Linked DNA regions of Mus musculus: region 1 is linked to region 2. A link is a contact called in public promoter capture Hi-C data. All regions are on one chromosome and are shown on one strand. Each heading gives the region's core, a stretch centred on a gene start, on an enhancer-like site or on the middle of the called end of the contact. The rest is flanking DNA. Distances are from core to core; before and after follow the strand shown. Region 1 has its middle 37 kb from the start of Pdp1. Region 2 holds the start of Cibar1 (CBY1 interacting BAR domain containing 1).

The links. Promoter capture Hi-C pulls out the DNA fragments that hold promoters and counts their contacts.
Region 1: a contact with region 2 is called in a promoter capture Hi-C map of the HPC-7 cell line, with 3 times the contacts expected there. The contact joins the enhancer-like site here to the promoter of Cibar1 in region 2. A contact is called at or near these places in 9 of 39 promoter capture datasets (the 3T3-L1 cell line, 3T3-L1-derived adipocytes, the C10 cell line and 3 more), 1 of 15 datasets of contacts at CTCF or cohesin (the NIH/3T3 cell line), 3 of 484 Hi-C or Micro-C datasets (the C10 cell line, embryonic fibroblasts and nephron progenitors), 1 of 115 datasets of contacts at active chromatin or transcription factors (cardiomyocytes) and 2 of 9 other capture datasets (adipose tissue and pancreatic islet).

What each region holds. Positions count from the first base shown.
Region 1 is chr4:11,926,605-11,933,212 of GRCm38.p6, forward strand. No RefSeq gene overlaps it. Among named protein-coding and RNA genes, the nearest start is that of Pdp1, 37 kb to the right of the region's middle. Within about 2 kb of position 2,952, at least 15 of the 459 cell types and tissues checked have an H3K27ac peak or open chromatin away from gene starts, as enhancers often do. A contact at or near this core is called in the HPC-7 cell line, where this site is marked.
Region 2 is chr4:12,170,552-12,176,425 of GRCm38.p6, forward strand. It overlaps Cibar1 (CBY1 interacting BAR domain containing 1), which reads right to left and starts at 1,464. Exons shown (of 9, transcript NM_026558.5): 1 at 1,147-1,464; 2 at 433-667. The coding sequence starts at 1,379. Gm46846 (a long non-coding RNA gene) reads left to right here and starts at 3,482. Exons shown (of 2, transcript XR_001784247.2): 1 at 3,482-5,874.

The DNA of each region.
Region 1 (6,608 bases), core at 1,702-4,201, 240 kb before region 2:
AGGAAGCAGAAGGGACTTTCTTACCTGACAGAAGGTCAATATAGACTTTATATGAGCTAGGGCATTCCCCACATCGCAGAGAGGTCTTGGTTACACCCAGAACATTCAAACAGAAGCAGCAGCAAAGTGGCACTGAAAACAACAGGAACTCAACCCCCACCCTCTGTTAAGCACCTTTGTTGAGGGCAGTCATCGAGAGGACCTAATTCGAACATCTGAGAAGCATTTCCAGGAACTACAATGGTTAGCAGCAGAGCCAGACAGTAGACTGATGGCCTGCCAGTTCAGTTTTTCTGCTGAGGTTGTTACAAATGACTGTAACTTTAATGGCTTAAAACAAGATGTATTTATTGTGTCACAGTTCAAGGAGTCAGGAGTCCTAAAATCAAGCTGACAGCCCCATCATTCCTCCAGGAGGCTCTAATGGAGATGCTGCATCCGTACCTTTTGCAGCTTCTAGGGGCTGCTCACATTTCTTGGCTTGGAGGCCATTCCTGCTTCACTCTTATCTCTTCGTTTCTTTGATATGATGTATGTCTCCTGCCTTCATCTTAATGAGGATCCTTACAATCATATTGGGACAAGCTGAATGATCGAGAATACCCTTCTATCACTAACATACTCACAACAGGAAGTCTCCTTTGTCTTATATGGTAGTATATCCACAGCTCCTGGGGATTGGAGGCAGACATCTTTGAATGCTCATTATTTAGTCTGACCCTGGGTGAGAAATTCGAGGTCTGGATCAAGTAGAAAATGGGCAACCACAGCACTTTCCTTTCCCTTGTCCCTTGTACACCTTGCTCTACGTAAAGTGAGAGGATATCAAAACATAACTGAGAAAGGACATGCAGGGGGCATATCATAGGCTAGGAAATGTGCTAGGCTAACTAGAAAAATGCTAGAGAAATGCATGCTGGAAGCTGTCATCTGTTCCAGCTGACTCTCTCGGGGTATCAGAGAGCAAGTAGTAGAGAGAGATCCAACCTGCCTTAGCCCAGGAGAGCTGCTCTAGGTAAATGATGGTTGTGTTGGTGTGTATATGCTCAGTCCAGGGAGTGGCACTATTAGAAGGTGTTGTCCTGTTGAGGTAGGTGTGTCCTTGTTGGAGTACATGTGTCACTGTGTGTATGGGCTTTAAGACCCTCATCCTAGCTCCCTGAAAGTCAGTCTTCCACTAGCAGCCTTCAGATGAAGATGTAGACCTCTCAGCTCCTCCTGCACCATACTTGCCTAGACGCTGCCATGTTCCCACCTTGATGATACTGGACTGAACCTCTGAACCTGCCAGCCCCAATTAAATGTTGTCCTTTGTAAGTCTTGCCTTAGTCATGGTATCTCTTCACAGCAGTAAAACCCTAAGGCAATGGTAATGCAAGCCACTGTACTGACCCCTTTGACACTGGAGGAGCTAAAAGGAGTTCTGATGTCTCTTTTTAGTTTGGCCTTCTGAAGCCTTTAAGTCCATATACATAACTTAGAGGGGTCTTTGTGCAGTGTATTTACATTATATATACTCCTAACAGTTTAATCAGTTGGAAGTGGTCACAGTTATCAAATTAGCTATCATAATATCACATGCTTATGTTCAATTAATGCTTATTTTATTTAATAATGGCCCCAAAGTGCAATATGATATAAAGGAGTCACCAGTGTATAAGACAAGGACAGATAGACTGTCTCTGACACTGTAGGATAGACTGGAAAGACGTTGTAGTTTGGCACTACCTCAGATATTCAGCTTGCACTATGAGTCACGGAGTATCCTCTGAGGACAAGGAAGGAGTGCCACATGGCTGCACCTGGTGAAAATAAACAAGGTATAAAGGTGATTTGGCTATGATAGCTGTCATCCCATTAGGCAGGTGATGTAGCTAATCTGACTGGCTAGGCATATGTTCCCTTCTTCCATGTTCCCAGACCATGTGTGTGTTTCCTGACAAGCTGTACATATGCTTGCAGAGAAAAACCTTTCTCAATAGAAGATCCATCTTGGGTCAAGGATCTATGAGAGGCTCAATCCCTTGCTAGAACCTCCAAACAAAGTTTGGAAGTCTATTTGTAGGAGAATACAGTCAAGTTTTCAGGATTCTAAATACGTCTAAATCATTGGCTACATCCAGCAGTCTGTCTTTCTTTGAGAAAGTAAAATAAATACTCAAAATGTTCTAAGTATGACCATGTTCCTGCCCCAGTCTTCATATTATTTCTAAAAACTATTTTTCATATGAACAATAACCAGACACAGTCAGGAACCACATAGAAAGAGCAGATACCAGGAAAAGGCATCACTACTGAAACTCTCATGTGCAAACTATACACCTCTGCTTACTGTGTAACATAAATGAAACATAGGCTTAATAGTTTTAACAGGGATCTGGGGTCTGTATATTAAAAGGTAACAGCAGAATTGAAACAGAGCTAAATCGGAATCCTACTATTTGAAAAAACGCAACAATCCCAGCACTTGGGAGGCTGGCATAACCTTGAACCATGAGCTCAAGGCCATCCTGGGCTACACTGTGACACCCTGTCTCAAAATATTGTAACAGCCAGGCTGTGGGTGCAGTCATAGTATAGCTACAGGATGCCTTTTTTATGCTTAGCAGGCTTGAGATGATTGAGTTTAATCCTTACATCTTTCAAAAGTTAATAGCCAAGCCTAAGATTTTAATTCTAAGTTACACATGGCTGAAGGGAAGATTGGAAAACCAAAAGATGAGAGACAACAAACTATTAGAATGTAACACAGAAAAACAGCAATAATGGAAAATACAAAGAAAATTAAGAGATCCGGATGGACCCAAGGAGAAGGTCTAAAAGATTGGTTGAAATATCAAAAGAAAGGGAGTCTGGGGCAGAAGCAATAGCCAAGGAAACAGTGGCATATGATCCAGTCTCCATATGAGTCACCCTCAGTTCTGGTCTCAGGTCATTTCAGGAGTCAGCCCAGCCAGAGCACCTAGAGGTCCTCTAGGGGGCAATGTTGCCTAGTCCAGGTGCAACCAGAGCTTGGCAGAGCTGAAAATGTCCAAATGCTCTTTGTGGATGAAAGACAAGGCAGTTAGCCTTGAGAGGAAACGACCAAGTTCCAACCTGACAGTAAGAGAGGAAGAGAGACGGAGATATAGAATGACTCTTAAGCACAGAAACAGGCTGCCCTGTGTCCGGAGCACAGAGGCCAAGGTGATCACAAGACTGCAAGAAGCAGGCACTAGGATATCAAGAACCTCTGAGCCACAGGGACATTAAAGCCTCGATCTTGGGGCTGTGGAGGCCATTATTAAGTTATAAGCGGAGTGGGGGATATGATTGGACATATATTTTGGAAGAACTGCAGGGGTAGAGCTGGAGAACTGACTGAAGAGGGGAGTGTGGTGACCAAGCATGCCGTGGAGCCGTTATAAGCCACGTTGATGGAAGCTGAAGATAACCTGTGCTAAGTAAGCCAGGTATAGACCAAACAGCAATGCTTGATATGGGCACTCTCATAGGTATTCTTATGTTTGACTCATTGGTTCAAATTGGGAAGCATAGTGTTTGTGGTTATTAGAAACAGTATGTTTTTGTATTTTTTCAATTTCTTTTTAAATGTGTTTATCTTTTAAACTTACCAATAATTAACATAGCTTTAGGAATAAGGGAAAATCAATTAAAATATTTCAACTTAGACAAAAATCTCAAAAGAACATCAGGAATGTAAATTATTCAATTCGCATGCTCTACCCACTACAAAATATAGTTTAAAAGTAATATGGACTGTTTAACTCTTTGGCACAGGAAAGACACATTTTAAATTCATTAGAACGGATTTGAATATTCAAATTGCAGAGTGCTCATACGGACCTTTATCCTGAGACTCTGCCTCATTTCCAGCGGGTCCTTCACGAGCACAACAAACAATTCATTTAAGGCAGTTCAAAAAGGGAAAGTGGAAGACTTTGGTCTGCAAGCAGAGAAGGGTCTCGTTTCTGCCCGTGGTTTCTGGCTTTGCCCGTCACTCCTCACCATATAAGGCATTTGTGTTGTCTCTCTTGCACTGATGATCCCTGGTGTCCTGATATGTTGGCCCAACAGCATAGCTCCTTCCATGGAAAAAAGCACTGAAGCAAGTCCTCCGTGAGAGGCTCGCTCCCCATTGCTTCTGCCCAACTCTTGATGCCCAGAGCTGTCACTTAGAGCTGCCTTTCTCCTGCCACTTTGGGGATGTTGTGCAAAAGAGGGACTCATCATCCTGTCTTCTTAAGACCAGTCTTTGTCCCAGGCCTGTCAACAATGCCAAGGCTGAGGTACTGTCCTTTTCACCCACCAGGAAAACCTTCTACACTATCTTTCCAAGTGGAAAGGGCATATCACATCTGCTTTTCCCAATAGGTCTGGGTTGTCTGTCACAGATCTTTAGACTTTGGAGAAACCAAAGCCTGTCAAAGACACTGACACAAACATCTTAGTGGGTGAGGTGGAGAGATCAGGTCCACTCTTTCCTGATGAGCTCCAGACCCTCAGACCCATCAGAGGCTCTGCTAAAAATTGGAGGGTAGCATAAAAGATAAGAGATTATCTGAAAAAAATCTGGGACAATTAGGAAAAAAGATATTCTCCTACATAACTCAGGAGCAAAATAGTTTATAAGGCAGTAAAACACTCAGGTACTAAATCTGTGACACCACAGAAAAATAAATGGGGCAAAGTGCTTTTGTTTTTAAATATGAAGAGGCTCAAAGAAGTGAAATATTTAGCTCAAATAGAACTCTGCCATGACAACTAAAGGAAAGCTCAGTTAACAAGTTAAAAGCGAAAGCACAAATTGGCTCAGACATATTTCTTTGCTGTAAAAAGGATAGGATGACCACAAGCAACAACAGATGCGTGAGCGTACAGACATGGGTAACTGCAACCCAGAAGTGAGGAGGAAACGCGGGGGTTACCCTGAGGGACATTCAATTTAGGCCCCTAGAACTGAGTATGCTTACACTGTCGGTGTTCATTTCTAGTACTTAGGAAACCCGCACATTGACTCTAAAATCAGCAAGGGCCAAGAACAGCCAAGGCAGTGTGAATGAGAACAAGAGCTGAAGTTGCCAAACACCAAGTCCTAAGAGGCTGTAGTAGCTAAGATATGTGGTATTTCTACAGGGTTGAAGGTATAAGAGAGGGTGTCCCTTAGTGTTTGTAGGGGACACACCAGACACTAAGTTCGCAGCACAAAGAAGATTTCTTACCTCAGAAGGGTAAGTGGGACTTGGGGGTGGGGAGAGGCTGCCTCTGGATTGCAGATAGCAAGCAGCAGGTGGTGTTCTTGTTCTTGTTCTTGTTTTTGTTTTTGTTTTTTTCCAGTAGTGGGTTTTTAAAGAGAAAACTGGGGAGTCTGTGCTAGGGTGAGATGCTAAGTCCTAATTGGACAAGTTAAGTGCTGTAGCCAAATAATGAATTTTGATTTAGTCTCAGGAATAAGTCAGTAGTCAAATAAGGGAAACGGACCTTGGGGATAGCTTTAGAAATATAACCAGATTGTTTTTAATAAGGGAGAGAGAAGAAGAAAGGGCAAAGCCTGTCGGGGCCATGTTTGTCATCCTTGGGCCTTTTTGTGCCCTTCAAAAGCAATGAACCAACGTGGAAGGATGAGGTTCAGAGACAGACCCACACACAAACAGGCTCAAGATGCAAAACTATTCTACAGTTTGCAGAGGATAAAGGAGAATCTTTAATAAGTAGTTCTGGGCCAACTGGATATCTCCTGGTAGGAAATGTGCCTGGAGCCTTATCTCGAATCAGCAGCAGTGATGCGTTCCAGATGCATGGCAGATCTACATGCATCAAAGAGCAGAGCTTGGAAAGATGGCATGGATGCTTTCATGGGATCAGAAACTGCCTCACCAAAGAGAGTCAAAGGTTATTTGCCATAAAAGAAAACGTAGAAAATGCATACTTGTCTAAAGCAAGTACTGTTGTTCACCAAAAGCTACGATTAACAGATGAAAGGGCAGAGAAGACTCACATCTAAGTTTAAAAAGAATCCTGCAGAGTACATAGAGCTCAGATGAGCAGATGAACACAGGAGGAAAAGATTTAAGATGCTTCTCCAAAGAGAACACCTGAATGCTTGACAAATATGCAGGAAGGCACTCACTTTGTAAGCCTGAGAGTTCAATAACCAATTCAAGGTCAGGGGGAGAGTATATGGTGGAGCCCAGACTTGAACCAGTGTGTGTCTTAAGGGTATGTTAGTCCAATAACATTAGTAATTTAATGCCCTCTGTCTTCCTGTCTTACCTGGCCTGTCTTTATCTTTCTGCATTACCAGGAACAGTCCTACCAGGTTTCAAAGACCAGATCAGTTTGCATCACTGTGAAGTCTGTCTGCTCTAAGACTTGGGTGGGCCTCTTTCCAGTGTCCAGGGCTTCCAATAAGGATCCCAAACTGAGCCTGCCTATACTGACACAGCAGATTCTGTAAATGATGGAGATAGCAAAGAGTGGGGGAGCACACATGGGGCAACTGTGGTCTACAGGATAGAGTAACTTGCCAGATTCACCTGATCTAAAACTGATACAATATCAAGAAGACAAATTATGACTTGTGTGTGGAGTCTTCTTTGAAATGGTGG
Region 2 (5,874 bases), core at 214-2,713:
TTTCCGATTTCGTTCGACTTTCAAACCATGGGAAAATCAGCAACGTGTAGCCCATTTATTAGTACTTTGTGATTTTGTCATTTTCAGCATTTCCATTTCTAGTCATTCTTTAAAACGCACTTGGCCCACACAGGCCATACAGGTGCTTTTCTTCTGCACGACTGCTATATAGGTTACCTTTTCTGGATGCATGTTCCCTGTTACCCTGTTGGCAAATGCAGTGGTAAACTCAGACTTCAACCACACCTGACGTTTAGTTTGAAAGCTATCAGGTCACAGAAAGGTTCCATATAGCGAACCCACACTGTTACAGACAGGAAAGGCATTTATCAAGGGTACATTCACCACTGCTGGGTAGGTTACAACGAAAAGTCCACAATTTTTACACACTTTGTAGGAATTTGGCTATGACACCAGAACCTCACTTCATACCTCTGCCTGGCGATAATCTTGAAGTTTGGCAAACTCATCAGCAAAGTCTTTCAGACCCTGCTTTAAATTTGGTGTCTCGGTAGAGGCATACAGGTTGATTTCGTTCACTAGGAGGTCGGCTTTGTCTCGAAGCCTGGCAGTTTTCCGTACATAAGCAGCAAAGATTTGGCAAAGCTCTCCAAAATGCTTCTCCACATTTGTGACAGCATCCTGCAGTTGTTTTGTTTGAGCATCTCTAGAAAAAGGAGACACAGAACACTGTTCTTAAAACAGTAAGAAGGTGCCCCGTTAATTTTACGTGCAAACATTCCCGGGCCTCCCTAAAGCCCTGAAGGGCAACATTCCCAACTCTTCCAGAGGCCCGCGCCTTCTCTAGGACCTCACGCAGGCTCTGGTCCTGCCTAGAACCTTGCAGGCCCGGGAAAGGGCCCGGGCCTGGTGGGCCGAGAAGGGGCGGCGCTGCTGCGGCCTGGGCACCTGCGGCCTCCCGGGCTCTGTACCGCGGCAGGGCCCGGCCCAGCTCAGGGGGACCGATCGGCCGGGAGACTCTCTCGGCCCGGCACTCGCCTCATCCGGGTGGACGGACTGCAGAGCGCCACGGGGACCGTGCGGCCTCCTCCCGCCCCAACCGGCTTCCAGGCCCTCGGCCCGGCTCCTCTCTCCCACCCGGCCCTTTCCTTCGGGCAGCCTGCACGACGAGGCCCCGGCGGTTACCGCTCATCCAGATTGCGCCTCAACATCTTGCCTTTCCCGCCGCCCGGGACCCAGGATGGGAGCCCAACGAGCGCGGCTCCGGGCCGCCAGGGCGCGCGGGAGCAGGCGACGCCGCCACTTCTACCGGGAGCTGAGAGCGCGCAGTGCGCGCCGCCCCGCCTGCCCGGCGTTTCCGTGGCGACGCGGCGCGCGCCCCGGCGGTCAAGAGCAGGGCAAGGGAGACCAGAGGGCATGGGGCAGAGGGAACACCAAGCATCCTCCTTCAGCTCCTGCAGCTCTCTAGCCCTCCCAGGCTTCTGGGAGCGAAGGAGGAAAACCAACCCACCAGCAACCGGAAGGGGTACAGGAAAATAAAGGTGAACGGGGTTCAGACTTAATGCGAAGCTTGTCCCTGTGCTTCTCTGTTGAATGAGACAACGTGTGGGCTCGTGGAAGCTGCCTTTGGAAAAGAACCGCTCTATAAGTTAGATTTCTATAGCTGTGATGAGACCCCGACAAAAATCAAGTTGAGGAGGAAAGGATTTCTTTGGCTGACATATCCCAAGTCACAGTTCTTTAAGGAACTCAGGGCAGGAACCTGGAGGCAGGAATTGAAGCAGAGGCCATGTAGCAACACTGCTGGCTGGCCTATTTGATTGACTTTCTTATATACCCCAGGACCTCTTGCACAGGGGCAATACTGTCTACCCTTCCATGTCAATCATCAATCAAGAAAACAGCCTACAGGTCAATCTGATAGGGACATTTTCTGAATGTTCCCTCTTCTCGGGTAACTCTAACTTTGGTCAAATTAACCAAACAGAAACAAACAAACAACAATAACAACAATAAAAATAAGAACAGTAACAACAAAACAGAAACAGAAAAAAAAGCACACCAGTGCTTACTCCCTCATCTTTACTGGTCTTTAATGCCATCTGTTCCCCCTCTTGCAGGTAACTGAGTTTCTACTTTGTGAAAAAGATTGTTAGACCCAGTCGAGGTATGGGCCTGAATGAAGGTTCCCCAATTGGAAGAGTCACAGATAACCCAGAGCCTTCCTCTAGCTTCTGAGAGGGAGTCTTCTCTTCCGAGTGAACTTGGGGTCCAACTTCAAGCTTTGTCTACTTCTCAAATGCCCATAATTTCTGAGAATAAAGTCTTTGCTCTTACAGTGCTCACAGCCTTGGTGGAATGATAAAGCTAGCCAAACAGTCAAACACATATAACACAGCCCAGAAATGTGCTACCGTGTCAGGTTTCGTTGTATAAACAAATTATAAGGCCTAGTGGCTTCCACAACTCCACTAGTCAGTTTAGGATTCTGTAAACGACACAGATGGTTCTTCTTTGGTTCTGTTCAGCTAGGTTCTTTCCTGCCTTTCCAGGTGGCGAGTCTGTTACTAGCAGTATAATTTCACTAAATGCTATGGTGCTGAGCAAATAAGTTCTGCAATTGGGAGGTAGGGAGCCAGATGTGTCCAACCCCACCCCCTAAAAGCTCATCTTAAGACCAGTAGGAGTAAGAATTGCTCCCTCCTTGTTCTGGGCCTGCATGCCATGGTAGTGCATGTATCCTTGTGACCCACACCTCTACCACCATTGAGGTAGTCACATAGCCTGGTGGCTACATTACAGGCTTAAGCACCTGGAATTCCTCTTCATGCAGATGAAGCATTCCCAGTACCTCAGTACCAACCAATAATGTACACTCACCCTGAAAAATACCTACCCACTACCCAAGGTTTATATAGCCCTTATTTTCCTCAAATAAAGAGAGCTGTAACTCTGGAAAAACGTCCAGCCAACAGAGTTCCTGCAGACCCAGGACCCACCCTGTCTGGTGATTCTTCATTTTTTCCAATCCAGCCTAGTGCAAAACAGTGCCTGAGTACCCTGAAGGCTGAAGCAGAACTGGCCAATTTGAATATGGTTTGAGTGTTCTCAAAGAGTACATGACGCAGAGGCTTGGTTTGCTCTTTAATGTATGGTGAGAGGTGTGGACATTTAGAGAGCAGCCTAAAAGCCATGGAGACTACCGCTCTTGGAAGGGATTAAGGTGTGTGTGGTTGTTTGTTTGTTTGTTTGTTTGTTTTTTTGAGTCTCTTATTATTAGTTTCTGGAAAGGTTATAGACCAGAGTCTTACCCCACCTGGATGTGACTTTTTCCATCTATACCTGTTGCTACCATCATGACCAAATCCACTATATGAAGTCTATCAGAGCAGAGCTACTAGCCAGAATTGTGAACCAAATCAACATGTATTTGTATACACTTGTCAGCCTGAAGTATTTTTGAAAGATTTATTTATTTATTTATTTATTTATTTATTTATTATGTTTATGTGAATGCCTCTTGAGTTTATATGCACCTTGTGTGCACAGGAAGGCCAGAGAAAGGTTTCCCTGGAACTGGAGTTGCAGGCTGTTGTGAGCCACCATGTCGGTTCTGGGAATGAAACGAACATCTGCACGAGCAATAAGCCCTCATAACTTCTGATCCACTGCTTCAGCCCACTAGCCACAGGTATTTTATGATGATAATATAAAGTAGACAGATACAGGTGGCCTAACATGCCATGCATGCAGCAGGGAACCTGTCAGCTGAGGCAACATGCCTTTTATTTTCCACCAGGTCAGCCTGGATTCTTCAGATAGCTTCTTTCTAAACTGGCCAGCAAGACATGGCAAGTCCCATTGTACACATGCTTTTAAAGTGTCTGCCTAATTATCATGGATTCCTAGGTACTATTGGTTGATACAAGTTACATGGTCCACATTAAAATTGCACACTAATTATCACGGGCCCAGGGAGTGGTTGCTTCTGTTTGTTATTCCATGTATCAGTTGGACCTTCATGGCACCAAGAGAACATGTGCTTACAACAGAGCTTCGGTTTGACCTCACTGAAGAAGTTCAGTGAAGAGGAAGCATTTCAACTAAGACCAGAAGAATGAGAAGGGGTTAACTAGAAGAAAGGGGGATTAAAATTAGGCCAATGAGAGGGACAGCATAGGCAAATTGTCTCCTTCTTTCCCAAGACAGCTCTTTTCTCCCTCTAAAATTGCATATCTTGTATCTGTATGGATGTGACTCCTGTCAATAATAAATTTGATGGCCAATGGCCTAGGCAGGAAATAGGAGGTGGGACATCAGGGAGGCAGAAAGGACTCTGGGAGAGTGCCAGGTAGGAGGTTTGCTAGGGAAGATGTGATTAGATGAATGCATGGTACCTAAGCATAGGAAGCCAGCCAGATTTACTATGTTAGATGAGCTGAAGTCATCAATGAATACATGAATGAGTGAAAACCCCATGGCTGAGAGTTTTCTTGTGTGTGAGGAAGTAGGAGTGGAGGTGGTTGTGGAATTTGATGAGGGGATGGGTAGGAGAGGTCCTGCAGAACATTTTGGCTAATACTAATGAATTTTGACTTTGGTCCTTGTATGAGTCATGGTTCTCCCGAGGAAAAGAACCAACAGGTTGTGTATGTGTATAGTACAATATATAAATTCATTATAAGGAAATGATCCAAGTGATTATAAGGGCCAAGTGACCTCAAGATCTGCAGCTTAGAGGCAACACGGGATAACCAGCATGGAACAACAGTTCAAGTGTAAGAGCTAGAAAAGCTGATGCTGCGAATATCTCTATGGAAGCTAGAGGTCTAATCCTCAAAAGTGTGTTTCAGTCCTAGTCTGAGTGTCAGCTCACACCAGATGGCAGGCTCTAACCTATTCAGATCTCTGATTAGTGGAAGAGGGTTTATTTTAGTTAGAGTTTTACTTCTGTGAAGAGACACCATGACTAAGGCAACTCTTATAAGGACACTATTTAATTGGGGTTGTCTTTGAGGTTCAGTCCATTATCAAGGTGGGAGTATGGCAGTGTCCAGGCTGGCATAACACTGGAGGAGTTCTACATCTTCATCTGAAAGCCACTGGGAGAAGACTGGCTCCTAGGTGCTTAGGAGGAGGGTCTCATTGCCTACCCACACGGTGATATACTTCCTCCAACAAGGCCACACCCACTCCAACTAGGTCACACTTCCTAAAAGTGACACTCCCAGGGCCAAGCATATTCAAACCACCACAGTTCACTCCCTGGCCCCCATAGGCTTGTTCAAACACATGTGTCTATGGGGGCCATACCTAGCCATAGCATATTAAAAAATAAGTTTTGTCCAATTTTCAACGTCTCTATAGTCTATAGCAGTCTCAACAATGTTAAAAGTTCAAAGTTCAATGTCTCTTCTGAGATTTGTCCAATCACTTAACTTTAACCCCCAAAGCAAGACAGGAAATCATCTGGGCAAACTCTGAACTCTGCATCTCCACGTCTGATGTCAAAGCAGTCTTCAGATCTCCAGCTCCTTTTCCATCTTTGTTGACTGCAACAAACTTCTTTCTCCTGGGCTGGTTCTACTCCCTATTAGCAGCTTTCCTTGGCAGGTATTCCATGGTTCTGGCATCCTTAACATCTTGGGGTCTCCAAATCAACCTCAGTTTCACAACTTCCTGTTCTAATATCTAGGATCCATATATGTTCTTCTGGGCTTCTCCAAAGGGCTTTCATCACTTCTCCAGCTCTGCCCTCTGTAGCACTCTAGGCTGTAGTTGACTCTACTCCACTGCTGCTGATGTTCTTGGTGGTCATCCCATGTTACTGGCTTCTCTAATATGCCGGAGTCTTTTGACTGCCAATAGACTTCATCAATAGCCTCTCTTCATGGTGCCAAACCTCAAGTTCTT